Regions from separate parts of the Columba livia genome. Here region 2 is linked to region 1. A link is a contact called in public Hi-C data. All regions are on one chromosome and are shown on one strand. The core of a region is the stretch at or near the end of the contact, and the rest is flanking DNA. Distances in the headings are between cores, read along the strand shown.

What was found. Hi-C and Micro-C count contacts between places; a contact is called where the count stands out from the background.
Region 2: a contact with region 1 is called in a Hi-C map of crop, with 2.1 times the contacts expected there. The contact joins two enhancer-like sites. A contact is called at or near these places in 2 of 2 Hi-C or Micro-C datasets (crop and liver).

Annotation. Positions count from the first base shown.
Region 1 is chr15:8,934,846-8,942,688 of bColLiv1.pat.W.v2, forward strand. LOC102083672 (ankyrin repeat and fibronectin type-III domain-containing protein 1) reads left to right here. Exons shown (of 24, transcript XM_021291851.2): 6 at 659-787. Among named protein-coding and RNA genes, the nearest start is that of NTN3, 96 kb to the right of the region's middle. Within about 2 kb of position 4,591, at least 1 of the 3 cell types and tissues checked has an H3K27ac peak away from gene starts, as active enhancers do.
Region 2 is chr15:9,123,244-9,131,086 of bColLiv1.pat.W.v2, forward strand. All of the region lies in intron 2 of LOC110360972 (a long non-coding RNA gene), which reads right to left. Among named protein-coding and RNA genes, the nearest start is that of TBC1D24, 24 kb to the right of the region's middle. Within about 2 kb of position 4,223, at least 1 of the 3 cell types and tissues checked has an H3K27ac peak away from gene starts, as active enhancers do.

The sequences.
Region 1 (7,843 bases), core at 3,341-5,840:
TGGCGGGAAGGGGCATTGTCAGTGCGGATTGTCAGTTGCAGCTGAACCTGTTTGCTCGCAGGCATTTCTGTTTCCTTCTCCAAAACATCTCTGACATGGGCTGATTTCCATGTCAGCCCTCAGCAGGAAAGCTGTCTTGGTGTCTGAGAGCCCCAGCTGGGACCCTGCAGGGGCTCTGGGGCTCCTCTGAAGGAGTGTGTGGCCGTGGCAAAGGTCTGCTTTGCTTCTCTCCACCAATGCTTCCCTGGCTGCCTGGCCCCTCTTGGGCAGGCACTTGCAAGAAGCAGAAGCAGCCAGCATTTCTCCAGCATTGTCTGTCACCAGTTTGCATTTGAGTAGGAGCATACGGCCTAGGGAGGTGATTTTGCTGCAGAGGGGAGTGGGACCCAGTGCTAACTCAGCCTGCCAGGCTCACATCTTCGGTTTTGCTAAGAGCAGACTATGGACCTGTGCTGGTCCTGGCTTCGTGAAGCGATGCTAAACTTGCTGCTGCTCCACCTCTTTCCCCCAAGCCTGGTGCCGCCTCATCCCAGTGCTACTGACCCTCCGGGAACCCCTTGCTTCAGCTTCGAGCATCACCTGGCTTTGTGCCGTGGTCCAGCCGCTGGGAGCCAGAGTGCTTCAGTGACATTAATGCCTTTCCTCTCCCCTTCCCCAGGTCGGAAAGCAGCCTCTCTAGGTTTGCCCACCGCTTGTCAGTTAAGCAGAAGCAGGAGAAGAGAAGGAAAGCTGAGTATGCCTCGGCCGAGCTGTCTGCCTTCCGGCCCAGGTCTCTGAGCATTGAATGGTAAGAGCTGCAGGACAGGGCTGGGGGAAGGAGCTGCTGCCTCTCCAGTCCCCCTCCTGTCCCCTGTCCCCGCTGCTGCCACTCTCTGTCCCTGTCCAAGTACCGTCCTATGGGACAACACCCCTTCAACCTCCTTCATCTGCTGCGGAAGTATTGAGCCGAAACATCCCCCCTTGCCCCAGTGCAGGGAGCAGTGAGGAGCCCCAGGTGGCTCCTTCCTTAGAGGGCTGAAGAAGACCCCATGAACTGAGCCATGGGGTCTTTGGGGGCTCATAGTGGGATGCAGATATGCACATCTGCTGGGTTGGGGCCAGTGAGTGCATGATCTGCAGGAGACCCTGCTGCCAGCTCCTCCTCTTCTCTCTCCTCTCTCCTCTCCCCTCCTCCATGTTCCTTATGGGAGGTGCCAGAAGATGCATCCTGCAGCCTCTTGCTGCCCAATGCACCTCTGTTGGACAAACCAGGGCCAAGAGCAGTAGCGGGACAGACACAGCTGGCATGGGGGCACCAGGAGCTGCAGGGGCTCCCCCTTGGCACCATGAGCAGTGTGGGGGTACAGAGCTGCCCCAGCATGAGCCCCATTTGCCCAGCCCGGAGGGATGCAGCGCTTCCTTCCCCGCTGCTGCGGCGCCTGCGGGGCCCCTCCTGCCGAGCGCAGGTCTCCAACTGCAATCTCTGTTCAAGCGGGGAGTAATTTATCCTGGGTTTCTAAGCTCTGATGCAACAGCCTTGGAAGCAGATCACAGTCAAACATCCCAGTGTTAGAAGTGACCTGCTAAGGATATTTAAAAGAACTGGAAATTGCATTGCTTTCTGCTTCCTTAGATGGATAAAGGAGGGTAAAACTTTTTTTTTTTTTTTAAGAAAGAAAAAAAGAAACGCTTAGAAATTGCAAGAATGTCGAGTTTGGTTTTCGTTTTCCCTGCTTTTTTTGGAGATCTTTCTGGCATTTATTGTATGTTCTAACACTTGAGTGTGAGGCTGTGGAGTCCTCCTCAAAGGCTTCCTCTCTCTGTGAGGTTAGTTAGGCATCAAAGCTAACTAGGTATTAATGAGGCCAGACAAAGAATTTAAGCTATTTGGTGACAGATCGCTTTCTTCTCCAGTTGCACAACTTTGTTCCCTTTGCTGAAAAGATGTCATTGGGAAAGCTGTTCTGCAATCACTGTGAATCTTCCAAACAGACAAATATGTGAATTTGTAATATACCAAATAGGAAAAGAAGCAAATAAGTCATTAAAAGTAATCAGAGTTTCTCTTTATTCATAATAAAGAAGCAAGATAAGTCAGTAAATCTCTTTTCTCCCTTTAAATGTCTCTTTGAAGCCCCCGTATCCTATTTTAGCCCCACTGTGTCAAGGTATGTTTGTGATATGTTTTCACTCACCTTGTTGCGTTTTCCTGGGGGAAACCATCTGCCTTGTATGAGTTTGCAAAACACCAGGGGCAGCATCAACACCACAGCAGTGGTAGGTGATGCTACTTTATGGGGTGTTTGTAAGCCAGCTTGGAAATGAGCTCTTGGAGAGGAGGAATCACCTCTGCTTTCGGTTTGCCACATGCCGTCACATTGGAGATCGAGGCTGGAAAGCATGAGGTGTGAAAGGACCTGGTGTCACCTCTGCTGCAGGGACATGGCCGCGGCTGGTCTGGCTGGGAGGAGGATGACTGCCCTGTGGTCATGGGTTTTATCTGTGCCTGGAGATGTCTTGAGCTGGATCAGACGTCCGACCTGGCACCCAGGCTTGGGTGGACCGGGTGCTGGGAATTGGGTGCTGGGGCTTGGTGGCACTCAGCAGCAGGACACAGCAGAAGGGTGACCCACGGGGGTCGCAGTGACAAGGAGCTGGGCAGGCAGCAGTGGGGTGAGGATCCTGCCTGCCACCTGCACCCCATCTTGATTTGCTTGTTAACCCTCTCCCTGGTGCCGCAGTTAGGAGGACAACCCAGGAGCTGTGCTGGCTGTGGTGTTGCAGTGCAGGAATGTTACTGGTTTGACGTGCATACAGCCCAGTTTCCAAAGGGCAGCGGGGCCACCTGCACGCCCAGCATGGAGCGCTGCGTCCCCGCAGGACAGACATGCTGCTGGCAGATTTTCACATGTGCCGGTGGTTCGTGTGCCTGGTCCACACGTGCACGCTTGCCCTCAGAGAGGCACTCGGCAGCTTTTCCCATGCAAGCACCAGCCTCCTCTGCAGCCGCATCCTGCAAAGGGGGCATCTGGTCTTTTCCCTGGTTTGAAACATTAGTTCTTCCCTTACCTGATACATCTTCAGGGATCTGTGATCAGCATAGCAGGATCATTACCCTCAGCTAGTTGCTCCAAACCGCTGTGCTGCACACAGGGGAAGGGCCTTCGGAGCTACGGGTGTCACTGCCCCTGCTCGCCCCATGCCTTGCACCTGAGCTCCTGGGCAGCAGGCAAGGGAAGCATGGCTCGTGCCTTTGCAAATACACAGAAGCCTCGTTTGGCTTCCAGAGCAAATATCTGCATGCATCAAATCTGTATGTATTTATAAGCTTAACCCAAGGTCAACGATGCGTCGTTTTACCTGCCTCTGTGCAGAGGGTGAACACACAGTGTATGATAGGGAGTTCAGCTGATCCCATGTGGGTAGGAGGGGGATACAATAGCAATGGACTGTGTTTTCCTAAATCAGGAGCTTCTGGGAATCCTGCCCATCTGAATCCCAAGGCCTGAAGGCAAGGAACAGCTTGTGGACCTGCCGTTACCTGTTGCCAAGGAGGAGGCAGAGATTATAGGCACAAAATCATCAGTGCCCATTGCTTTGAAAAGCTGGGTGTCAGTCTGGTGGAAGGATTAATGTTTTCTCCCTGAAATTCCTACAAAAACACTGTCAGTGTCTCTGCCATAGCAAAAGCATCCTTACATCTCATCCCCACGCAGGGCAAGCTGAGCCAGTTTTTCATCATTCTCAGGTGCTTAGGTGGGACTGGATGGAACTGGGGTAACCAAGAAGGAGATGTACAGTGTCACAGTGTCTGCCTAACACTGAGCACTGCCAGGTAGGGTGGGAACAACAGATCACTTCATGTCCCCTTGGCCTTGCTCCCTGTCCATGAGGACACCTCGAAGCCCTGTGGGGCAGAGTCCCTGGGCGATGGCAGCTCTCTGGGACACAAGATGCAGTTATTTGCTGCCACAATAAATAAGGTGCTGAATGTCCCACGCTGCCTACCCAAAAGTGCAGGGATGCTCCTGTCACAGGTCTTGCAGTCCCTGCATCTGTCAGAGCACATCTCCCCTGCTCTCCGGGTGGGATGTGCTCGTGTGCTGCATTTCTCCATGGGCACAAGGCAGGCTTTATCTGCACAGCACGTGTTTATGTGCTGCACCAGGCGAATGGAGCACGGTCCTGCTCCCAAGCGCAACCAACAGTGAGCGGAGCCTCGTTAGTTCCACTTATTAAAAAAAAATTGCTGGGGGGAAGGGAGAGAAGGCAGGGAAAAAGTGAAGTATTGAGAAAACACTTCTTTCATTCATATGTTGTTTACTGAAATAAATACTTCATTATTAGGCTTTTTTTAGGCTATTTTTTTAAGAAGTCAGTGCTACAAAGTCCCCAGTGTTAGGGCCCGTGAATGTGCTGTATCACCTCAGTCCGGTGCCCCCAGGAGCCGGGGTGTTGCTGCCAGGAGGTGCCCAGAGAGAAGCACCGTGGGGAGTGGGGCAGCACGAGACTTTCCCAAGCTTGAGGGAGAAACCTGGGGGCTGCTCCTGTCTGGCTTTATTTAGGTTTGCTGATTCCCTTTCTTGTCCTCTTTGCTGGACGGTGCAGGCCTGTGGGGTACCAGGGGAGCTTGAGCCCAAATAAAGGGCAGAAACTGGCAATTGAGGCAAGGAAGCATTTTGGGTCCAATTGATTAAAACTCTGCTTTCTGCTGCTCTGTGATACTAATCTAGCTCCAAAGCCTAAGCATGAAGGTGTGCAAGACAAAAGCACTCTTTATTTGAAGCTCACCACCTTCTGCTGTTGGAGTGAAGAAGGTGAAAGCTGATGGCTCTTGCAGAGACCTCTTACCGTCCCTACAGCAACCGCAAAACACTAGCAATCCCTTTTCTCCCCCCTTAGGGTGAATCAAGGCAAAGAGCTTCCTCTCGTCTTGTGCGTGTTACCTGAGAAATGATCCACATTTGTCTTTCCTCTTAATCAAATCTTAACCCAATAAAAGGTCTGCAATCTGCTAGTTTACACTTGCCTGCGTGGAGCCTGTGAGCCTGTGTGCCCTCTCGCATCCTTCCAGCTCTGGTGCTCATCAGGAGTTCCACCCTGGCAGGTTTGTCCTCCTGACATCCCTGTGTTTCTTCCCTTCCCTTCCCTTCCCTTCCCTTCCCTTCCCTTCCCTTCCCTTCCCTTCCCTTCCCTTCCCTTCCCTTCCCTTCCCTTCCCTTCCCTTCCCTTCCCTTCCCTTCCCTTCCCTTCCCTTCCCTTCCCTTCCCTTCCCTTCCCTTCCCTTCCCTTCCCTTCCCTTCCCTTCCCTTCCCTTCCCTTCCCTTCCCTTCCCTTCCCTTCCCTTCCCTTCCCTTCCCTTCCCTTCCCTTCCCTTCCCTTCCCTTCCCTTCTTATTGCTCTGGTTTTATTCTATTTGTTCCTCTGCTCCTCTTCCTCTCACACTCCTTTTCCCATACTCACCTCTTGTTGCCCACCTTGATTTTCCTCTGTATTTTCTTCTTGGATGTTTGCTTCTACTTGCTGCCTTTTCTATTTGGGCCCCTCGAGATTTTCATGTCAGACAGCTTTCCTGCAATCCATGGTCGAAATAGCCTATTCCCATGGTGGCTCGGGAAGAATGCAGTGCATTCCTCGCTTCCCCCATCCCCTTATCTCGGTTCTGCTCCTTGGCTGCCCACCACAAGCTGTTAAAGCAACACTGGCAGGAGCATGTCGTCCGGTGGTTAGACACATGGGGACGAAGCCAGCCGGCTCGCGTTCAGTCTTGCCTGTGTCTTGTTTTGCTGCCTGACCCCTGGCATGTTGCTGAATATCAACTCCTCACTTCCCCACTGCCGAGGAGGGGGATGCGCAGGGGCATGCCTGCCCCAGTGCAGACCATGCCCACCCGGATGGGAAGGTGTGGAGTGGTTTTCCCAGCATGTCCCAGCACCAGGGCTGGGTGTAAGGGCTGGCAGGCATCCCTCTGTGATAGGACCACAATGCCATGGGGCAGGAGCTACAGCAAGGCACAGAAACTGTGCTGGCACCATCGGGCTGGCAGAGGCGACAAACGTGACTGCTGCTGCACTCTGTAGGTGTTTTGGGTTTGGTTATAAAGCAAAAGGTTTTTAATGGAAGTGTGTTTATGAAAGTTGTTTAAACATTTATAGTGCAATAATATTTCCTCTGTGAGTTTAGATGGTCTTGTGTGGTGTGGAAATTCTCCTTAAATTGCTGTGCTGAGGCATGAAATCCATGCCATGGAGGTGCCTGGCATTGCTCGGCCTCCTTCCATAGCTGTTCTTGGCTGACACGGGCAGGCGGCGTGGGTGACCTGTCCCCATCGGCAGGCTCCTCGCGTTCTGGCACCCGAGTGCCACGGTCCCAGGGCTGCAGAGCCCGTGGGAGGTGCTGAGTTGCCGGCTGATCCGTCCGTCTGTTCCCCAGCCAGTGCACTGGAGGGGCTGCTACTGCAAAGTTCGAGGAGCGCCTGGTGCTGTTCCCATCGCAGTAATCTGTGGCCATGTAGGACTCTTTGCTTGACGGTCGTCTGTTTGCTGGGGAAAGCCAGCACAAAGTGAATTGTCAGCAGTGTTTTGGGAAGTGGAAAGGAGCAGCACTGCAAAGACAGAGTGCTCAGAGCTGCTCTGGGTTTTGCAGCCCTACTCGAGCTGTCTTACTCTTCTGAGTATTGGAGTCCCTTCTCTTCCCAGCTGAGGAAGCTCTTAGTCTGAGTGAGGAAAAAGGGAAAAACAGACCCTGAGCTTTCCAGTGAAGGTGAATAGTGCCAGAGCCTCGGAGGTGTGTGGGCATCGGGGAGCCAAGAGATGCTCTGGGCAGGCTGAGATGTGGGCACCACGTCTGCACGGGCTGTGGTGTGGGGCAGCCAGCCCTGCCGAGAGCATCGCCTCCCCCATCCCACTGGTCCTGGACATCCATCCAGGGTGAAATGCAGCCACCCCCAGCTCGGCTGTGCTGAGCACAGGTCCTGGACGGGCCGGCACAGTGTTGAAACGAAATGCGAGGCGCTTTGTCTCGACTGGGAGCGCTTTAAGCCCTCGCTCGGGAACAATGGCCAAGCTATGGGGTCATTTGTTCTGGTATTTCAGCAGCTCCTCATGATTTATGGGATGTTTTGTTCTGCTGCTTGTCTTAGCTTCCCCCTTTCCACCCTCCCCGTCTCCATCCCTTCTCCATTTCAGCTCCTCCTCCCCCCGCTCCCAATTCCCCTAATAGCTGTGGAGCCTCTCTGCCTTATGAAGTCATGGTATCTGTGACTTATTGAATTAGCCGGATGGGAGCTGGATGTCCACACCGTGCCGTGCTCTGCCGGGTCACTCGGGGAGCCCGCCCGCAGCAGGACCCCGTGCCCAAGGGCTCCGGGCAGCCTGAGGTTCCCCCTGGGGTGGCAGATTGACGTTGCCGTTGGCAATCACTAGAAAGTTGATTTACAGGCAGTAAATGTGGTTGAGAGGAGTTGGAGTCCCAGCGAACAAGTACGGCCTTGTCTGTGGAGACTCCCCTGTACTGAGGCCAGTGGGGGTTTTGGCTGCTCCTGGTCACCTCTGCATCTCTGCATAGGCAAGGTGGACACTGGTTAAGGAACCCTAGAGCTTTTGGTGTTGAACGTGGTTTGAGAGCCCAGCTTTGTCTCTGGCACTCACAGTTGGTGCTTCTGGGTTCATGGGAGGAGCAGGAGTTTGTCCTTCCCCAGACCTGGTGGGACAGAGATTCACCAGTGACTGTGAGGGACTCACTCATGGGGATGAGTAGGAAGGAGACCTCAAAATATCTCCCTGAAAGCTGGGTCTGCCTTTAGGAAAGCATTTGAAAGGAATGACTTATTTGTGGAAAATCACCTTTTACCCTCATCACCTAT
Region 2 (7,843 bases), core at 2,973-5,472, 190 kb after region 1:
TCAGCACTTGCTTCTCCAAGATGATCCAAGCAATGTGGCTGACAGAGTTGGTGGCACCCTGGTGCTCCCATGAGGATGTAGTGGCAGCCCAGATTGTGCTGGCAGACGGGGACTTGGAAAGGAGAGTGGTGGTGGTACAAGCCCAGAGCTGTCCTGGCAGCCCACGCCACAGTCCTGGCAGGAGGCACCAGTAAAGGACACAGGACGCTCTCCACCAGCAATGTTGGGGACAAGCAGTGTGGCACAGCAGCACAGTGCTGCTCCTAACCAGAGCAGGAGTTTTTGGAGGGACGTGTCCCAGCACTAGGGCATGGAAGGGTGCTACACATTCTCACCCCCCCACACGCTGATCTTATCACCAGCCTCAAGACTCAGACTCATTTTTGTCTCGATATTGAATTCGCTCTGGTTTTGATTTGGGGGGATGATGCCGTATCTAGCGCACAGCCCTTGATTAGCACACGCACCGGCACACACACACACACAACATTGCCAGACTCAATCACACGTTTGCTCAAGACCTCTTGGAAATCTTTGGATTCAGACCAACTTTTCTTCTCTTACATGCGTGTGTTGTAGTCCGATATTTATAGTTTACTTAAAATAAATGGCTCCTTATGTTTCCTGCTTCCTGCTCCTGAGGCGAGGGTCTCATGGGGTTGCTGTCTGTCTTATTCTCTCTTTCCTCAACCTTTTGCTATTTTTTTCCTCTTCCATAAGCATTTTTTTTACAGATCTTACATTTGCCGGATGCTGCTGAGCCTTGTCTCAGGTTCCTTCAGTGGGAGCCAAGCACAGATCCAGGCCACAATGCAGACTCGCAGCACTGGAACGTGAGGATGCAGCACCCAGACTCATGGCTACAGCACAGAAGGGAAGGGGACAAGAGTCTCCCTGCACACTCTTGTTTGCCCCACTTGGGTTGCAAGCATGGGGCTCTTCCCTGCAACCCCCATTGCAGGAGGGATCTTCTCCCCAGACCAGGGTGCAGTGCTGCCCAGTGAAGCCTCATGAGGGTCTCTGCTCCCACCTGGCCCAGCTCTGAGCAGGCTGCTCCCAGGCTGCTCCAGTCAAGGCCTGAGTATCTCCGAGGACAGCAATTCCCATCTCCAGGTCCCTATTCCAGTATTTGAGCATCATCACGGTGGCCTCATGATTTGTCCTTGCACTTACAGGAAACTTCCCTTGTTCCAGCTCCTGCTGATGTCTCTCACCATCTTTCTGCACACTATTGAAAAGCTCTGGCTGCATCTTCCCTGTGCCCTTCCATTTGGTTCTTGGACAACCAAATGCCCCGTACCCTACAGCAAAGGGAGCACAAGTCCTCAATGGAGGGTGGAAACCTCCTGAGGAACTCAGACACTCACCAAGGGCAGGTCTGGGGGAGCCAGAAAGGGTGACCCAGGAGACTCCATGGGTGAGAAGCAATCCCCAGGCGGCTGCCTGTGCCTTGCAGTGTCTTGCAGCACAAGATGTGGGGATGTTGCCAGAGCACCTCTGCAGACAGCGGGAGGACAGAGGGATTAAACCAATGTTTGCGTGGCCTTTCCCACCCAGCAGCCTCTTGGCAGCTCTCTCCATTGCTGGGGCCGACAAGCCCCATTTGTTTTGGAAGAGCCGTTTGTTTTCTAACCCTCTGCTGTGAAAGGAAACATTTGCACTGCAAAAACTATCCTCCCTTCTTGTCTCAGACCCTGGGGCTCCATTTGGCCCTGTCTTCCCATGGGTAGCCCACCTGTACACACGCAAGCTCACACCCAGCCCATCTTGTAGTATGCGAGTGGGATCCCATACTCCCTGTTCACACACTGGCCTGCACACTGCACATCCAGATACATATGTGCAGGCTCAAACACTGCCACCCACAAGCAGGCATGTAGGCTCACAAGAGTGCAAGCTCACATACTGCACCTTGTACACACTTGTGCAAGCTCACACTCTGCTTCTTTCCACACACGTTTGCAAGCTCACACACTGCACCTCTGCAGGCAGTTACCATCACTCTGGGACGGCAGTCTGGAGAGGCCCTTGTCCTCACCCTCGAAGCACCACCGTGGTGCACAGATAAGCCCAGGCAAGTTGGAGGAGAGCTGGTTACACATCAGTCACCCTCTCAGCCTGCTCGGTGGCCCAAGCACGATGCCAGGCAGGACTGACTCTGCAGTGGCTTTGTGGGCAAAGTGGTGCCCAGCACCGCTCCGGCCGCTGGCAGCGCTGTGCAGGCAGCAGGGCTGAGCATCCCGGGAGAGGCTGAAGCCTCTCTCCACCCCAGGCACAAACAAGACAGCACCCACAGCCCTCATCCGAGCAGCAGTACCCCACCACCTCCCCGGCTCCCGGGAAACACCTTGCAGAAAAAAAGAGAATCACAGAATCGTAGATTCATATACTGCTTTGGGTTGGAAACGACATTTAAAGCTCATCTAGTCCAGCTCCCTGCCATGAGCAGTGACATCTTCACCCAGATCAGGTTGGTCAGAGCCCTGTCCAGCCTGGCCTGGGATGTCTCCAGGGATGGGGCATCCACCACCTCTTGGGGCAACCAGGGCCAGGGTCTCACCACCCTCAGTGTAAAGAATTTCTTCCTTGTATCTACTTTGAATCTATTCTCTTTTAGTTTAAAACCATCACCCTTTGTCCTATTGCAACAGGCCCTGCTAAAAAGTCTGTCCCCATCTTTCTTGTAAGTACTGAAAGGCCACAATAAGGTCTCCCAAGAGCCTTCGCTTCTCCAGGCTGAACAACCCCAACTCTCTCTGCCTTTCCACAGAGCAGAGCTGTTCCACTCTCTGATCATTTTTTATCCCAAAGGCTTCATCCAGGAGGAAACCTGGATGTAAAGGCAGGAGTAAAGCCTGGCTTTCTCCTCCAGACAGCCCTGCAGGCACACGGTCCCATTAGGAAACACTTCCAGCTGATGGCACCACACAGGCCAGGGCTGTTTCCCTATGGTATTTTGACCTCATTTACTCTTTTCCTTTCCTTTTCTTTTGTCTTTCTTTTCTCTCTTGTCATTCCTTATTTTAACTTTTTCTTTGTCCTTTTCTTTTTTAATTAATTATATCTTACCTTTCCTCTTTTTTTCTAATTTTTCATTTTTTTCTTTTTCATTTTCCATTTCATTTTTCCTCTCCTTTTCTTTCCTTCCTCTCTCTTCTCTCTGTTCCAGCTGCATGCAATCCACGCAAAGAGCATTTGACTTTCACACACCCGTTAATCATTTGCCAGCTTGGCTCATGAGCAGTGCTGTGGCACATGAGCACAGGAGCACCATAGTGCTGGGCTGTGAGTTAGGGTTGGGGCAGCAGGGGGACAGCAGCAACAGCCTGAGCCCCCAGTGCCTCACAGCACTGGAGGTGATAGCATGGGGGGACTCATGGTGGGGAAACGCTGGTGAATGCCCTCACTGTAATGAGCAAAAACCCCCCACAAAACTGCTCCTGCAGATAGCATGACAATGGGCTGAAATAAACGGCCTCCTCAAAATGCTCCCGCTGGGATCAGGGCCACCAGCAGCCGCTGCCTTGGCAGTGCTGCCTCACCAGCACCCAGCAGGCAGCTCTGCCCACCCTGCTGGGGCCAGCTCCCCACCCCAGCATGGCCCCGGCTCGCTGCTGAAAATCTCCAAATTTCTGTGGATAAAATGTCCTTGGAGAAAAGGGGATTAACCTAGGCGAGGGGTGGCCTCAACTCCAGGGCTAGAAGATAAACTGGGCTGCTGGGTGCAAAGCGACACAAGAGTGGGGATCCTCCCTGCCCAGCTGATCCTACAGCTGGCCTGAGGCCCTGGAGGTGGATGGCCATCTGAGGGTACAAGAGGAGCAATTTCTGACAGCAAACTCTGACAAAGGGAGGAGCACACCAAGGGTCTAGCAATATTTTCTAGTGTGTTTCTGGGCAGTTTCTGGGTTCATGATGGAGGAGGGCAGCCTGGTACTCGGATGGCTGCGGAGGACAAATCTCAAGCCTCACAGCAAACCAGCTCCAGGATTTACATCCAGGAGCTCAAACAAACCTTTTTCCAGGTCTTCATCGAGTGCTTGGTCTTTGCCCAGCGCCAACCTCGCTGCCATTAGCACAGCCCTCCTCTGCGGGGAACCCTGGGGTGGTATGATGCCATCATCCCACAGCGAGAAACAGGACCCAGAAAGCCAAAATGCCCAGAGTCCCCTGGCTGCTCACAGCAGGCTGAAGACCACATCTACCAGTCATGAGCACAAATTCCTTGGCCATCCTCCATGTCCTGCACAGCCTGGAGGCACTAAGGGACTTTGTACCCACCAGGGAAACCAAGGCCCAGCCCGGGACAGGATTTGGGAGGCCCATGGGAGTGAAGAGCAGAGCTTTGGGAGCCACCTCACAAATTAACTCCCCGGACCGCCAAAGCACTGTGCAGTGGGAGGGTGGGAGGTGCCATGGGAGCACCAGGGCTGGCCATGCTCTCCCCCAGCACACTGACAACTCTCCAGCTGCTGGGACAGAGTTGACGTCAACTGGAGCAAAGCACCACCCCACAGAGCCACGGGGTCAACGTAACCTCTGGCTGTCCTGGGCAGCCTCACAGAGACACCACTGAGAGTGGCCACAGTCACCTTTGCATCCTGGGAAGTGTCCCCCACCCACAGACCATGGGACGCCCAGTGTGGCCCAGCAATGGGCATGATGCAGCCCACTCCTACAGAGCCCAAACCCTCCCTGACATCGACAGCTCCCAGCTCTTTTTCTCCTGGTACAAGGAATCCTCAGAAAGGGTCCAGGGCATCCAGCTTGGATGGGAGCTACAGCCAAGCGCCTCAGGCAAGCCACGAGGATGCTGAAGCATTTCAGAGCACAGGGGCAGGCCAGCGGGACCTGGCAGGCGATGAGACGGGAGGACAATACAACGGCCCATTTGTGCTCCCGGCTCCTGGCCCCCCTGTCCTGCCCCATGCCATAGTAAGGCTGGTATTCAGGAATTAATTGATGTAATTAAAGTGTGGCATGACTTTGCCACAGCCTCTGAAGGCGGTGGCAGTGGGCCAGGGTCTCTGGGTGGAGGAGGAGCCCCTCGCGTGCTATTCTCCCTATAGAAAAAGGGCAGATCTTGGGCAGATCCAAGGCATGAAATCAGTATAAAGAGATTGTCAGGGAAGCGTAACGGTGCCGGTCTTGCCGCCATCAGCACCTGCAGGGTGATAATTCACCCCAGCAAGCTGCTGCATCCCATCCTACCGCAACAGCACCTCTGGTAGGAGAAGCCAAACCCAACACTGAGTGGGTGCCTGGGGACATGACAAGCCGGCTGACTCTGTGGTTGCTCCACTCCGGTTCTGCACTGTGGCTCCTGAGAGCAGATAAGACTCAGACAGAGGGCTGGGGCTGTAATGGCAGTTTGGAGTCCCCTCACCTTACCCCAGAACATGCACTGCAGGACAGGAATGTCCCCAGCCTTCCCCCTTCCCCTGCCCGAGCTCTCAGAGGCGGCATGATTCAAGCAGTGACAGTAACAATATCCTGACACCAAGAGCACACAGGGAGAGTGAACAGAGCCTGTCCCTGATTTCTGACTGCTTGCCCGGGTGGGAATAATTTTCCCGCTGGGGTTCCTGTGTCAGAGAGTTGCTGAGCCTGGGGCTAACCGCAGCGCGCCAACTGGAGCCCTCCCAGCTCACTGCTGGCCTGGCAAGGTTGTAAGCAAACTCCCTGGTGCTTTCAGCAGCCGGGGGAGAATGGAGCGGCACAGACCACGGGGAGTGGGATCCCACACAGGGCTCTGTGGCGAGCTGGTGACAGGGGATGCCTTATTGTTAATGAGGTGCAGAAGAGGATGCAGAAATCCACCACCTTGCCTCCCCAAGGGCGCTGGCTCTGCAGCCACCCCAGCAGCTTTCTCCGGGCACTGGAGCAGTGGCAGGCTGACCCTGACACTCCTCCACATCTCCCCATCTGAGCACCAAGCATGCCTGCGCCTGTTGGAGGGATGCAGGGGGCAGGTCAGGGTGCTGGGCCACAGACGACCAGTCTGAGCCCGCTAGCACCAGGGTCTGGTTACTGCAGGATGGAGGAGTCCATCGCCATCCCTACAGCACAGGGACAGCATAAGGACCAACCTCTGTCCCCTCCTGGGACCTCCACAGCCCCTTGCATCACTCCACCACCCATCATCCTGGGCACAGTCCAGACAACAGTCTGACCTCCCGCCAAGGAAGAAGGACAAACCAGGAAGCTGGAGATGAACAGCTCTGGTGTAAGCATCTCTCCAGGGTCCCCATCCCAGCACCACTGCATCCCCTGCGGCCTCAGGCAATGGGCTGCACATTGGTTTCCTTTGGGAAAGGGAGAAATAAGCCATGTGTTGGCTTATTTCAGATGGCCATTTGAGGTGATGGTTGTCTCTGTGCCAGAGTGGTATCTACAGCCAGGCAATCCATCCTGACGGGCCCTGGGATGGCAGAGCAGGATCACAGAGCAGGTAGGGCATCCACATGGCTGCAGCCACTGGGCTCGCTGCTCGAGAGATGAGCTGGGAGGGCAGCACCTCCAGGGACCATCCCAGCCCCTCATCCAGCACAGCAGGAACCACTGGGTTCCCAACACCACTCCACCAGTGTGGAGTGGGAGTGAGAGCAGGCATGAGATCAATGTCCACGGCAGCCACTGGAAAACCAAACAGAGCAATCTCGCTGTGCTGCAGATAGTTGGGGCTCTTCCTGTCCATACTTTCCCAACCTGGGGTCCACTTCTACAAGCCACCATCAAAGCTGTGCACCGGCTCCTCTGCCTGCAGAAACCACAGCTCCCATGCCTTGCGCACTCCATCCTCCCACAGTCGCTCGCCAGACACTGCGGCTTGGCCTGTGCGCCACGGACTCGGCACGAGCACGCTTGTGGCTCAGGGTAAACAAACAGCCTTTCCTCTGGGACAGTTGCCTCTTGCCACCGCAGCCACCTTCGGCTGGCCTGTCTGTGCCGGTAGCACGGCTGAGAGGTCCAGCAAGGTCCACCCCTGTGGTCGCTGTGGGCTCAGCTGCCGGCGCTGCCTGTCACCAGGGCTGGCAGAGAGCAGGACTGAAACAACAAACAAACAAGAAACATGCATGGCTTGGCTACGCCTGCACATTGGAAACAGAGATAAGCTGCTCCGAAAGCCGAATCCCAGCAAGGCAGCAGAGCAGGGAGGAGAGGGCGGCAGAGCTGCCATGCACTGGCCAGGGAGCTGACAGTCCCAGCAGGTGCCAGCTCCCACCTTTCGGTGCTCAGAGGGGAAGCCTCCCAAGCTGCAAGCAGGAGTGCCCAGCCATGCTGCGGCTGCTGGCTCTGCTGTACAGCACCCAGCTCCAGCCATGGGACACACGGAGGTCGGGCCAGGTTGGAGAGCACAGCTCCATCCCCTTGCACTGCAGCCAGCCTAGCCAGAGGCCATGTGAACAAGCACACACCATGACAGCAGCAAAACGAAGGGCAGTAAATAATTAAGCTGCTGTGGCTGGAAGTCCCTGGGCACCTCAATTTGCCTACAACCGAATGAGGGCTGGAGTCAGGATCTCTGCACGCTGCTCACCGCCCTCTCCACTGTGCAAAGACCCTTGTGCTCTATCCTGGCAGGAGCCGCAGTCTCCTCCTTGGGGTCATTTTTCAAAATAACCAATCTCACAATTGCAGCTTGGAGCAGAGCATCTGCTGTGGAACTGGGACTGAGTTATTTCTGCAGCCCTGATTCTTTGGAAGCTGCTGAAGCAGGCGAGAGAATAGTTCACAATCCCCTCAAACGCACCCGACCTCCCTGGAGGAGCTGGCTGAGTTAGTGGTTTGAGCAGGAGAAGACTTGTGCTTTATTCCCAGCTCTGCCATTGACTCACTGGGT